2 separate regions of the Sus scrofa genome follow, and region 1 is linked to region 2. The links are chromatin contacts, called in public Hi-C maps. All regions are on one chromosome and are shown on one strand. Each heading gives the region's core, a stretch centred on a gene start, on an enhancer-like site or on the middle of the called end of the contact. The rest is flanking DNA. Distances are from core to core; before and after follow the strand shown. Region 1 holds the start of ARF2 (ADP-ribosylation factor 2). Region 2 holds the start of KANSL1 (KAT8 regulatory NSL complex subunit 1).

The links. Hi-C and Micro-C count contacts between places; a contact is called where the count stands out from the background.
Region 1: a Hi-C map of embryonic fibroblasts shows a contact between it and region 2, with 2.7 times the contacts expected there. The contact joins the promoter of ARF2 here to the promoter of KANSL1 in region 2. A contact is called at or near these places in 2 of 47 Hi-C or Micro-C datasets (embryonic fibroblasts and retroperitoneal adipose tissue).

Annotation. Positions count from the first base shown.
Region 1 is chr12:17,444,046-17,450,111 of Sscrofa11.1, reverse strand. It overlaps ARF2 (ADP-ribosylation factor 2), which reads left to right and starts at 2,164. Exons shown (of 5, transcript NM_001145220.1): 1 at 2,164-2,179; 2 at 4,513-4,679. The coding sequence starts at 4,532. The region is part of intron 1 of LOC102165973 (a long non-coding RNA gene); the gene reads right to left.
Region 2 is chr12:16,898,791-16,904,889 of Sscrofa11.1, reverse strand. It overlaps KANSL1 (KAT8 regulatory NSL complex subunit 1), which reads right to left and starts at 3,279. Exons shown (of 15, transcript XM_013989925.2): 1 at 3,152-3,279; 2 at 1,299-1,438.

The DNA.
Region 1 (6,066 bases), core at 915-3,414, 550 kb before region 2:
ACGCCAGAGCCACAGCAACTTAGGATCCAAGCTTCATCTGTGACCTACACCACAGCTCATAGCAACGCTGGATCCTTAACCCACTGAGTGAGGCCCGGGATCGAACCTGCCTCCTCATGGATCCTAGTCGGGTTCCCTAACCACTGAGCCACAACGGGAACTCCTACAAGACAACTCTTTAGAGGATAGCCTTTCTCCTTAATCTTGTAAGGGACCATGATGACCCATGACCCACTCCTCACTTCGCACATGTAGAACTGGATTGTGTAAACTGTCAATAATATGTCATTTAATGTATAGCCCTCTGTCTCAAAAATTTTATGTACCTGTGCTTTGACTTTTAAGGGGCAGAGTTCTTGGAGCTCTCTGAGAGGCTGTTCCCAAGGTTATAATTCTCAATTTGACTCGAATAAAATTTTCCATTTTTTCTTAGATCAACTGATTAATTTTTCATTGACAATTACATGAAAATGATTAAATAAATCAGGATATATCCATATAATGGGATATCACACAGCTACCAAAACTGTTAAAGACAAAACAAACAAACACAGAATTCCCTGGTGGCCTGGTAGTTAAAGATCCAGCATTGTCACTGTTGTGACTTGGGTTCCATTCCTGGCCTGGGAACTTCCAAATGCCATTGGCATGGCCCTCCAAAATGTTTAAGACAAATGTTAAACACTCTGGAATATACTCATTAAAATATTAAGTGGAGGGAGTTCCTGTTGTGGCTCAGTGGAAATGAATCCAACTAGTATCCATGAGGATACAGGTTTGATCCCTGGCCCTGCTCAGTGGTTAAAGGATCCAGCTTGCTGTGAGTTGTGGTGTAGGTCTCAGATTAAGAGGAAAAGAAGACTGTATGTATTCATAATCTGAACTATGTAAAAATTTCATGGAAAAATGACTGGAAAGAAATAAACCAAAATGGTAACAGTGACTGCCTCTGGATAATAGGATGATGGGTGTTTTTTTTTTTTTTTTTTTTTTCTCTTTTTTGTCTCTCTCTCTGGTGGGGAGTGTCTTTTTTTTTTTATTATACTTTAAAAAATTACTATAATTTTGTTATAGTTAGGAAAAATTATAATTTTAAAAGAATCATGTAGAAAAACCTCTCATACTTTCTTGTATTTACTGTCATATATATATATACACATACATATATATATATATACACACATACATACACATATACAGTCATCACGATCAAGAAAGTATTTGGTTAAAAAGATTAAGGCGTCAGACCTGAACTTAAAACTCTGACCTACTATTTCATTTTCCTCTTTGTAAAATGGGAATAATAGTAGATTCCAGTTCACGGAGCGTTATATCATGCAGGTCAAGTTCTCGACATATTTCCTGGCACATATTAACAGATGTTAGTTTTTCCTAAAATGCACAGTTATATGCCATTTACGGGCGTTTGTAAACTTTTCAGTGAACCAAGTTGGCATTAGGTGTTGAATTAATGAGAACACTTCTCAAGACCGTGGTCCTGAGCATCTGAACGAAGGTGCAGGTTGCTAGCATTTTTCCCAACTGTTGAAAATCTGTTCAAAAACAGGGCGGCTGTCTAGCTTCACACTAAATAGGAAACCTTCCTTATGTCTAACTCTGGTGTCGGCGTCTTGGTGTTTCCCACACAGACCAACGCCCCAAACTAGTTTCTACTTTTAGCTCAACCAAGGCAAATTTCCTTAAATAACGCCCAGAACTTGGCCACGCCCACATGCCCGCACCCAGTTGGTCCTAATACTCCCTGGGTTCGTTCAATCCGTGGAAATTTTCCTAGTTGATTGGCAGAGCAAATCGGAGTTTTTTTTTTTTTTTACTTTTTTGATTGGTCACGAGCAGCACTGGGACGGGGCACATGGGCGTGTCTCGCCGGGACGCGGTGCGTTGTCATTGGAGAATGAAGCCGGTATTTCCAAAGCTTCGTGCCGTCGCCTAGGTCCCCAGGGGCGGGTGTCCGCCCTCCTAGGCTTTTATTCTCCTTGGCATTGGTCAGACTTGTCGTCACTCACGGAACTTCGAGCTCATTGGTAGAAATAAACTCCAAGAGTCAGGGAGTGATTGGTTGGTTACTGTTCCCGCCCCGAGCCTGTCGCCATTTTGCGGAGGGGATCCGAATTCTTAAAGGCAGCGGTATTGGTACCAGTGCTTAGTTCGGCGGCAGGTGAGTCACAGGCGAGGGAGAGATGGCTGAAGGCCTGGCTGGATTTCCGCACCTTTAGAGGTCGGGAAACTAGACAGCAGCAGGTGGCCTTCACAAAGCGTTTGGGTTCCCTGTCCCTTTTCCGCCCTATGAGAAGAATGGCCAGGCTGCGGGGATCGAGAGACTTGGCTCTCATCCTCTGCTGGGCTCTCTGCTCTCCCGAGGGCCCGCAGTTCGAGAGGAAGAGGCCTGGAGGCCAGGCAGAGGGGACACTCGGAGGCCTTCCCCGGGGACCTGGCGCGTCTGCTCGCCCGCTGCGCACGCCCACTTGGCCACTTGCTCCGGTTCTTGTCCTGGACATCTTCCCGCAATTCTCCCTGATGGACAGTTGGTGCTCGTGGGAGGGGAGGGTGAGCGTGCCAAAGAGGCGCCAGGGTCGGCAGCGTCTTCCAGAGGGTCTGCAGCAGCTCAGCAGATGAGTAGGAAAAAAGAGAGGCCGGAGGGAGAACATGGGATGTGTATACTGTGTGCGGTTGGGAGGAGGAATCGAGTATTTGCTTCATAGGACATGCAAGTGGGAAGTAACCTTCCTTCTCCCAGCATGTTCCTCACTGTTTTTCTCATTTATGAGATTTGTCCTTTTTCGGAAACAAAGACAAAGACTCTTTAGTTTGTCGCCCAACAAGCTTTTTGAGTACTGCAGTGCGTTGTATTTCTATATACTTACTCTGTGCGGCTCTTGTAAGAATGATTAAAACATTGAGCATCATTCTTTGGTTAGAGTAGTTTGCCTATACCTAATTTATGTGCAGGATAAATGCTCTGCTCCTTTTCTCAGGTCGTAGAATAAAACGATGTGTGCTTGGACATCATCCATGAAGTTAAGCTACTGTAGGACAAGGTTCAGTTTTAGAGGTGGGGCCTCGAATTTGGTGACCTCCCCTCTGAGGTCCCTAGGGTTCTGATGAATGGGAGATGGACTGTTCTTGTTCCATCTTATCCCTGCTCTGCCCAGGAGTAAAGTTTTCCTTTGGTTTGCAGTTGAAAGGGAAACAAGGGTTGTATTCAGTACTGCTTCTAAGTCTTTAATTGGAATGTCAAGCTCACACTTCAAATAGGCTGATTCGTTAAAATTAAAGATGTAGAGTAAATTTCGGCAAAGCCAATCTGTCTTTGCTATTAGCTTCTTTTATATAATCTTTCATGCACTCGACTGAAAAATAAAATACTGAACATTTATGCAGTTAGATGTCAGTACACCTTTTGGGGAGTAATGACTGGGAAGGGGCACGAGGAAATCTGGGTACAACAAATCATTTTTTGATTTGGTTTATGACATTTCATTGAAGTAAATGTTATCATGTATGTTTATATCTATATGTAAATTGTATTATTTTCCCCTCTTTCTGGCTGCCCTGAGGCATATGGAGTTCCCAGGCCAGGGATCAGATCCAAGCCACACTTGTGACCTGTGCCGAAGCTGCAGTAGTGCTAGATCCTTTAACCCGCTGTGCCAAGCCGGGGATCGAACCTGTGTTCTGGTGCTACAGAGATAACCACTGATCCCATTGGGCCACAGTGGGGACTCCTATATCTATATGTCAAAAAAAGTTAAAAAAATTGATTAAGGCATTCTCTGGTAGTGTAGTAGGTTAAAGATCCATTCTGGCCATTGCTGTGGCTCAGGGCACTGCCCTGGTGCAGGTTTGATCCCTGGCCCAGGAATTTCCAAATGCTGCTGCTGGCAAAGCCAAAGGGGGAAAAAAATTAAGAGTAAGGTGAGTAACGGTCAACTCTGGATGCTATGGTATATTTGCAACTCTTTGCCTAGTTAATTTCTCTATTAGCAGTGTAGTTTCCCAATGCTGTATTTCCTCACCTCTGAAAATTTTTCCGGGTATTGATATGATCTGCTAGCCAAAGGCAACTACTAAATTTCTAAGAGATGTTACTATTTAACCTGACTTAAAGACTTTGCTTCACATTGTGTAAAATAAACTGGTTCTCTGCTCTTAAGTTCTCATTTCAGAAGTATTAGTGGTATCTGTTGTGTCACAGCTTCCGTACTTCAGATAACTAAAGCCTGCCACCATTGAGACTGTGCTTCCACCTATCTCACTTGGATGCTGCAGTGGAAAAACTGAAATTTTTGGCAGGGCATCAAAAGGCTTAGTTGAGTTGCCCTTTGAAGACAAGATACTCTGCTCTTTATTGGCCAAACGATACTTAAAATTGTTTAATTTTTACGAGGCGCCACCTCTATTAGAGACTTATATTTCATGTATATACCTTGTATTTGTATGTCTGTATTTCTGCAAATAACAACTACTTGACTTGCCTCTCTTTTCCTTCAGGTAACAGAATTCAATTACAATGGGGAACGTTTTTGAAAAACTCTTTAAAAGTCTCTTTGGGAAAAAAGAGATGCGGATTCTGATGGTGGGTTTGGATGCCGCTGGGAAAACCACCATCTTATATAAGTTGAAGCTGGGAGAGATTGTGACGACCATCCCTACAATCGGTATGTTGACGGCCTGGGACAGGACCGTTTACACTTTAATATGTTACCTTTTATACATGTCTTATTTTATCGCATGTTTCTTCTTGAAAATCTTGTCTAAGAGTGTAAACTTTTAAGCCAGGTAATACATAATTTTCCAGTTGCTCCCTGGCACGTCTGGCACATTGCTAGGATTACAGGGGAGTCATATGATTACATTTAGTTGGAAGAAATGTAACCTATCCGCTTAGCGAAAAAGACGACAACAGTCATGAAAGCAGTCCGGGCAGTTATGCCCTTCATTCCTCTCAGTTAGCAGGTGTCCCAGCCGAAGTGTGAGATGGGAGCTAGGACTGTGGTTGCTTCCTCTTCGGTCTTCCTTCCAGCTGGCCTTTCTAAGTGGAAGCATCTTTTCACACCGAGTGTGTTCCCAGTGTATAAAGATGTAGTGTGATTTTTTTTTTTTTCCTTCTTCACTCCGGCTCGTGCCAGCTACTTGAGCTGGTGGTCAGCTGAAGGATCTGATTTGTTCCAATGCTGGAGGACAATCTGGCGGTGTAGTTATTCCTGCAAACCCACAGTGTATTTTGTCAACTATTTAAGGCTTTTGCAAGGGCAGTTTTGACAGAACTTAGTCTTTGCCTTATGGATTGCCTCCAGCCAAACTCTTGGACGAGAAGAGGCTCCCCAGGATAGCATATGAATGTGAGTAGTGCTCCAAATGTTGGATTAGGCATGGGAATGGACCGATCAACTTCCAACTTGGGCAGCAGCTGCAGAGATTGCAACATTTAAAGGAGGAAACCAGATGGAGAAAATGTTCATACCCGCAATTTAAAAAATGTTACGGTCCATAATGAAAACAGCATAATTGCTTGGTTTTCTCCAATTATAAAAATAATTCATGCTTCCATAATGTAATACATCAAAAGACATGTAAGCAGGTATTAAAAAACACTGATTTTGGTGACTATCTTTGTGTTGTTTTCCAGCTTACTCTGCCTTAGACAATGTGTTTGGATCTCTTTCTATGTCATTTCCTCTCTGCAGACTGACTGCTTTCCTGCCTTCTTCCTCCCTCCCTCCCCCCTTTACGTAGCTAGTGCCAGCTCATTCTTTTGGTCTCAGTTTAAGCATCATTTCACAGGGACACCTTTCCTGACCCCCTTGGATGGGTTTTCCCCTGTTATGTTTCCATAGCAACCTGAAACTCTTAGTAACTCTCAGCACATCTGTCATTGCTTTCCATCGTTTCTCTTCCAAAAATGTAAATGAGAGCGGCGCCACGTCTGCCTTGTTCACCACTCTCCTTGGGTGGTGGATGCCTGGCACATAGTGGATGTCCAGTAAATATTTGGTGAATGAACTGAATACCGATCTTGTGGTAGATTGTTAAACTCATGGCCCC
Region 2 (6,099 bases), core at 2,030-4,529:
AAAATAAAATCTAACGTATTGATCCCCAGTTCCTTGGGTTTCTAGGGACTAGTACTGTTGATATCCCCTTGCCTTCTTCCTAAAAGTAACAGAGGCTGCCAGGTCCTGGCACTAAACACTCAATACCAAAGAGAAATATTCTGTACACGGTCCTCCAATTCATATGGGTTCAGGACTTCTGGCTTGGTTCCCCATGCAACCCTCCAACTCTACAGGGAGAGTAGCTGGAAAAACTGTGTCACTCTGGCTTCCTTCATATTAATATAAGCTCTCCTTATTCCAACAATAGCAGTCAGAACACAAATGAAGATGATAACTCGGTCTATATTACCTAAAAATTTCCCACAATCCAAATATTTAGTTTATAGAGACTGCATTAACCTCTGATTTATTCACCGCATTAATTTGGAATTCCACAGAGCAGATACCACAAAACAATCTTAGCCACACTAGAATCTAGCTCTAGAAGAAGGCAACCTGTACCACCTGTAAGCTGGTGGGGGCCTTGCATCATTCCATACTTTTCTCTCCATCCTCCCTCCCTGTTTCCTCCTACATGTATCTTAAGCTTGTCCTCTGCTTAGTTCTAGTGGAGAGAGTCCTTTGGCCATCTACGTACAAGAAACTAGAAGTAACAAGAGACTGGAGAACCACCACATCAATAAGAGCTTTTTCATGTGTCCACACTGCCCCAAAGAGGTTTATCCTATGAGATGAAAATTGGCACAAAGTGCTACCTGTTGAGAAAAACAGTATAAATTCACATGCAAAGGACTAGGAAGTAGCAGGAGAACCCTCCGACAGACTATACACGTAGAGGAACAGGTCTTAGAATGTTCTAATACACTAAAATGAAGTTTCAGAGTAAACAAATGGTTAGTGACACATCTTTTGTAACACATGAATCAGCTTCAGATTTGCAAGAGTGGGACACACCCTAGCACCTATGACACTAAAGCACTCGTTTGAAAGTGGACCTGGCTGTTTGAATTGCCATCCATCCTACTGAGATTGGGAACACAGTTTTATAAGTTTGTAGGCTGTCATAATTTAAAGTCAAAAATAAACACATTATTGTAATCTGAGAATATCAGTAGTTAAGAACAGTAGCAACACAAAGTAAAGAGGAACTGATCAATCCTCAGAAGCAAACACAACAGCAGTTTTTTCAAGGGAAAGGCGAACTGCAAATTCAAGAATTAGAAAATCCTCAATTCTAAAGAAAAAGAAATACAGTGAGACCTTTAATTAAAACAAACAAACAAACAACAAACAAAAAAAACCCACACACATCTTACCTTAAGAGGCATCCAAACAGCATTCATAGTGTCAGGAATAGTTCAGACAATACTCAGAAATGAGCAAGAAGGAGTCTTAGTAACCCCTCTGTCACCAAGTATGAGCAGGTAGGAAAAATTTTTTTGTTTCAAGAAGGTATCTGAAAGAGAAGACTTTCATTTAGATTAAAAAATAATCAAGAATAAGCAAACAGTTTAAGTTATCTGCTTTTTTTCGGGGGGGGGGGAGGGGCGGCGGACTCATGGCATATGGAAGTTCCCAGGCTAGGGGTCGAAGCAGAGTTGTATGCTAGTCAGATTCATTAACTGCTGAGCCACAATGGAACTCCAGTTTAAGCTATCTGGACAGAGAGTTGAAGTACTATTTGCTCACCATCTTAAAAAGATGTAGAAAATACCATCCCCTTTGGAAAGGGGCAAATGTGTGTGATATATGCATCTCCATACATACGCAGAAATATATTTTTACATAAAATTGGATTAAATATGTAACACATATTTTAGATAATACAAAAATTGGTTATCAAATAATTAGAAAACCAAAACCATTTTCCCCAGACAGAAAGATGATTAGCCAAGGTATTTCATAAGCACTATTAAAAAGTAACTTGTTAATAGATCACCTAAAAAAGACCCTTTAATTTCACTTAATAAATCAAACCTCTCTGATCATTCTGATTGTCCTAAATTTCCTTAAGTTTAAGTTGCAGAGCCCATTCTACATGAAAAATACAATCCATTCTTGATCGAAGTGTTATAAACAAATAAGAGATCTTTCTTGCCTAGAGATCTTTAAAAGCAGACCAAATAACTTAATTCTGGGGATGGGAGGGAGGCAGGGTTGTCTGGAGGCAGGAGGATGGATTAAATGACCTCTTGTAGGATCCCTGTTCAAGTCCTAGGCCTGAATGAAAATTCCAGCTTAACCAGTTACTGTTTTACTTAAAATGGAGGCTTGCCCGAATAGGGACAAAAATACAGCACCCACCTCTCTAAAATAAATGTTTAAAATTTAAAGACTATAGTACCCTCATTTCTAAGAAAAATTAAAAATAAAACCTCTGGAGTGGATTTGTTCTTGCTATGCGTTTATCACAGCAGCTTCGAAGACTTGGCATCACTTTCCTCACCGCTCGTCGGATTGGGGAGGGGTTAGGTGGGGGGGGGGGCAGTTTGACTCTTGACCCAGTCTCGGGAGGGTTTAAGCCACTCCATGATCTCCACCGCAAAAGCAAACCGGTGAGGAGAAGGGGACAGCTCGAGTTCCCACCCCTCCCCCACCTTGGACCCTAGTCCCAAACCTACCCCCCTCACCTTCCCGCAGTGGGGCGACTCCTTCCTGGCCCAAACCCATTGTTGGGAAGGGGACGATAAGGAGAGTGGGCTCTGAGCAGAGGCGCCTGTGGCGGTTGCCCTGACTCGCTTCAGGAGGGGGCGGCCCGCAGGATGCAGCTTCCCGTCCTCTCCGCGTCGGTCCGTCCCACCTCGGCTCGGCCTGGCGCTCCGGGCTCTGCTCGGCGCCCCCATCCCCGGGCCCGGCCCAACCCGCCCCCTGAGCACCAGGCCCCGGCCCCTCAGCCGGGAGCCCGCAGCCCAGGCCTGCGGGTGGGCGCGGGGCGGGGGTCCCTATGCCCCCCACACACACGTCCCCTCTCCCCCAGCCCAGCCGTTTCCAGGGCCCTCGGCGGCGCCCGCTCCCCGGGCCCGTCGGCTCCCCGCCTCCCGGCCGGGGCGCCCCCTCGGCCTCCAGAGGTCGAGGCCGCCTCTTCTTCCCCACCATCACCCCTACCGACTTGTGCCCCCACCCCCCCGGGCACCAGTGCCAACGGCGGCTACCCCGGCCCCGGACCTACCTGCACGGCTCAACCAAGCCTAGAAGTGGGGGCGGGGAAATCTTCCGCCCTCCTCTGTCTCTCATTGGCCTTTCCGGGGGACATCGGGGGCTCCATTGGCTAATGGTGGATGTCCGTCAGAGCGGTGGGGCGGGACAGAGGGGGAGAGGGATGCTGGTGCCTTGGCGTCTCTGTCTCTCTATCTCGCTGTCTCTGTCTCGGCTCTTGGAAACAAGAGACATTTGGATAGGAGGACTGGAAGGGGGCCTCAGGTGGAAGGAAAAGAAATAGAAATGCTGGCAGAGCTTCCCATCAGTATGCCACTCTGAACCCCCACCTAAGTCCCCTTTAGATCCTCTTCTCCATCACCCCCAACCCCAGCCCCTCACCCTTGTAGGTTCTTCATCCAGGAAGCTACATGATGAAAAGTTGAGGCCGGAAGGCCATGAGAGGAAATTTCATATATGTATATAAAATATACACATACAAATACTTATATATAAAGTCAACCGGATATAAGGTTATGAGAGCCAGGAGAGGAAAAGGCACACATCTCAGACAAGGAAGGGCTTGAGATATAGCCAATATAAGAAAGAATCAAAAATCGCTCTAAGAACTGGTAACAGTGGTTTCCTCCTGGGAGGGGAGCTGAGGGGAACAGGTGGGAGCAAGACTTACATTTCACTGCATATCCTTTTGCAGCTTTCGATTTTTGTACCATTCACAAAGATTCCCATTTTTTGGAAATTAATTGGCTTAAATTTTGAAATAATCATAAGGTTGCAAAACCAGGGGGACAGATAAGATGGTAGTCCAGGCAAAGTGGGACAACATGCAGAATTGGGAAGAAATCTTAGTTTTTAATATGTCCAGTCCCAGCTACCAGTAGTAAAACCAAGTGAATGTGTCCCAGAGGCTACTAGAGCTATGGAACTTGGGAAAGGGTGGATAATCTGGAATAAGGGAGATTTAGAGCTCTCCACCTAAATATAGTGATCAATGGCAGGCTAAAAGATTAAACTCCTGATAGAAATTTAAAAGACACCCACAATAAAAGTCAGGAGTGGGAAAAGAAACAGAAAGAGAGTCCGTGAGATAAGAAAAACAGAATAATGAAAGTATTCTTACCAACAGAGGTATGAAAGTTAAGGGAGGGAGGGTCTCTGGAAAGAAAAAAATAATAAAACTATGAGAGCCTCACAGGTCTTACAACTCACTTCAGAGACCCTCTTTAGTCTTACTCAATAAGAATGAAAACAAAGAGAATACCCAAAAAGTAGAGTTCTTAACCTTTTCAAACCATGTACCCTTCTCAGAATGTTTTTAAATGCATAATAAACATATGCAGGAATTCAAAGAAAACCAGTAATAGCAAAATACAATTTTCAAAATATCTTTTAAAGTGTAGCATAGTAATATATGTGCTTTATAGTAAATGCATTCAATAATAAGATCAATGGGGGAGGGATAGTAGGAGTTTGAGACTAATACATACTCACTACTATATATAAAATAAATAACCATCAAGGACCTACTGTATAGCACAGCGAACTCTACTCAATATTCTGTAATAACCAGTGTTCCCACTGTGGCGCAGCAGAAACGAATCCGACTAGCATGCATGAGGACACAGTTTCGACCCCTGGCCTCATTCAGGGGGTCTGCAATCCCGAATTGCCATGATCTGTGGTCACAGATGCGGCTCGGATCCAGCATTGCTGTCACTGTGGCATAGGCTGGCAGCTGTAGCTCCAATTCCACCCCTAACCTGGGTAATTACATGTGCCTCAGGGTGCGACCCTAAAAATAAAAAATAAATTTTTTTTTAAACTGTAATAACCTATATGGGAAAAGAATCTGAAAAAAAGCAACTATATTCCAATAAAATAAATAATAATAAGATAACGTCAGACCTAATGACCACCATAAATTTTGAAGTAGTAAATGAGCAAAAATAATATTTCAAGATATCTTAAACAATTGTCATATAACAGGAAAATATCTGTGTTTTCTATTGGTGAAAAGATCACAGATACTGCTAGTACTACTTAATGTATTGTCACCATTCATAATGGAAAAGACATGCTAATTTTCTGTTAGAGACTTTAGCAAAAATAAAGGCATATTTCTCTTCCTGATCCATGTTCATGGGTTTCCAAAGTACCCCATGTTAAGAAACCCTATCCTAAAGGAGCTATTCTTCCTTATTCACCGTCCCTGCCTTTAGTCCCTTCTCTATGTCTCTCTCTTCCCTTCCCCACTTGCTCTAAGCACCCTCTGGTTCCCAGTCCTGCCTGCAGATGTCTGACATCCCTGTGACACTAAGGATAGGGGAGATGAATGAGGGTCGGAAGAAAGACATATACACTTTGTCTCCCTTCAAAGAAAAAAAGAGAAAGCTCTGAGAAGATGGGGAAAAGGAGCCCAGGACAGGGTATCATTCATTACCAAAAAGGAAAACAAAATTGTAAAAAGAAAACATCTTTATCAGTTAGGAAAGAATTTTTTCTCTGAGTTTATTAATATTGCTTAAACCAGCCCTATAAAACATCTGCAGTTCAGTATCTTATTAATACTGTGTAAAATGGGGCAAAAAAAAAATTGTACATACCTCTTCCTAGGGATATTGTGAGGATTAAATTAGTTAATATATGCCATGGATTTAAAATAATGCCTGACACAGGCTAAATACTCAGTTTTTAACTATTGATATTGTTATATTTGGCATCTTGTTTTCCAGAGCATTCCATGAAAATTTCTAAGATTATTTGCATTTATAACATATATAATAGCAAATTAAGAATGGTAAGATTGGAGTTCCCTAGTGGCTCAGTGGGTTTAGGATCTGGCATTGTGACTGCTGCGGCACAGTTTCCATTCCTGGCCCAGGAACTTCCACATGCTGCAGGTTGGCCAAAAAACCCCAAACATATAGCCTACAAGCACAAAACAAAAATAAAAGCCAGGAG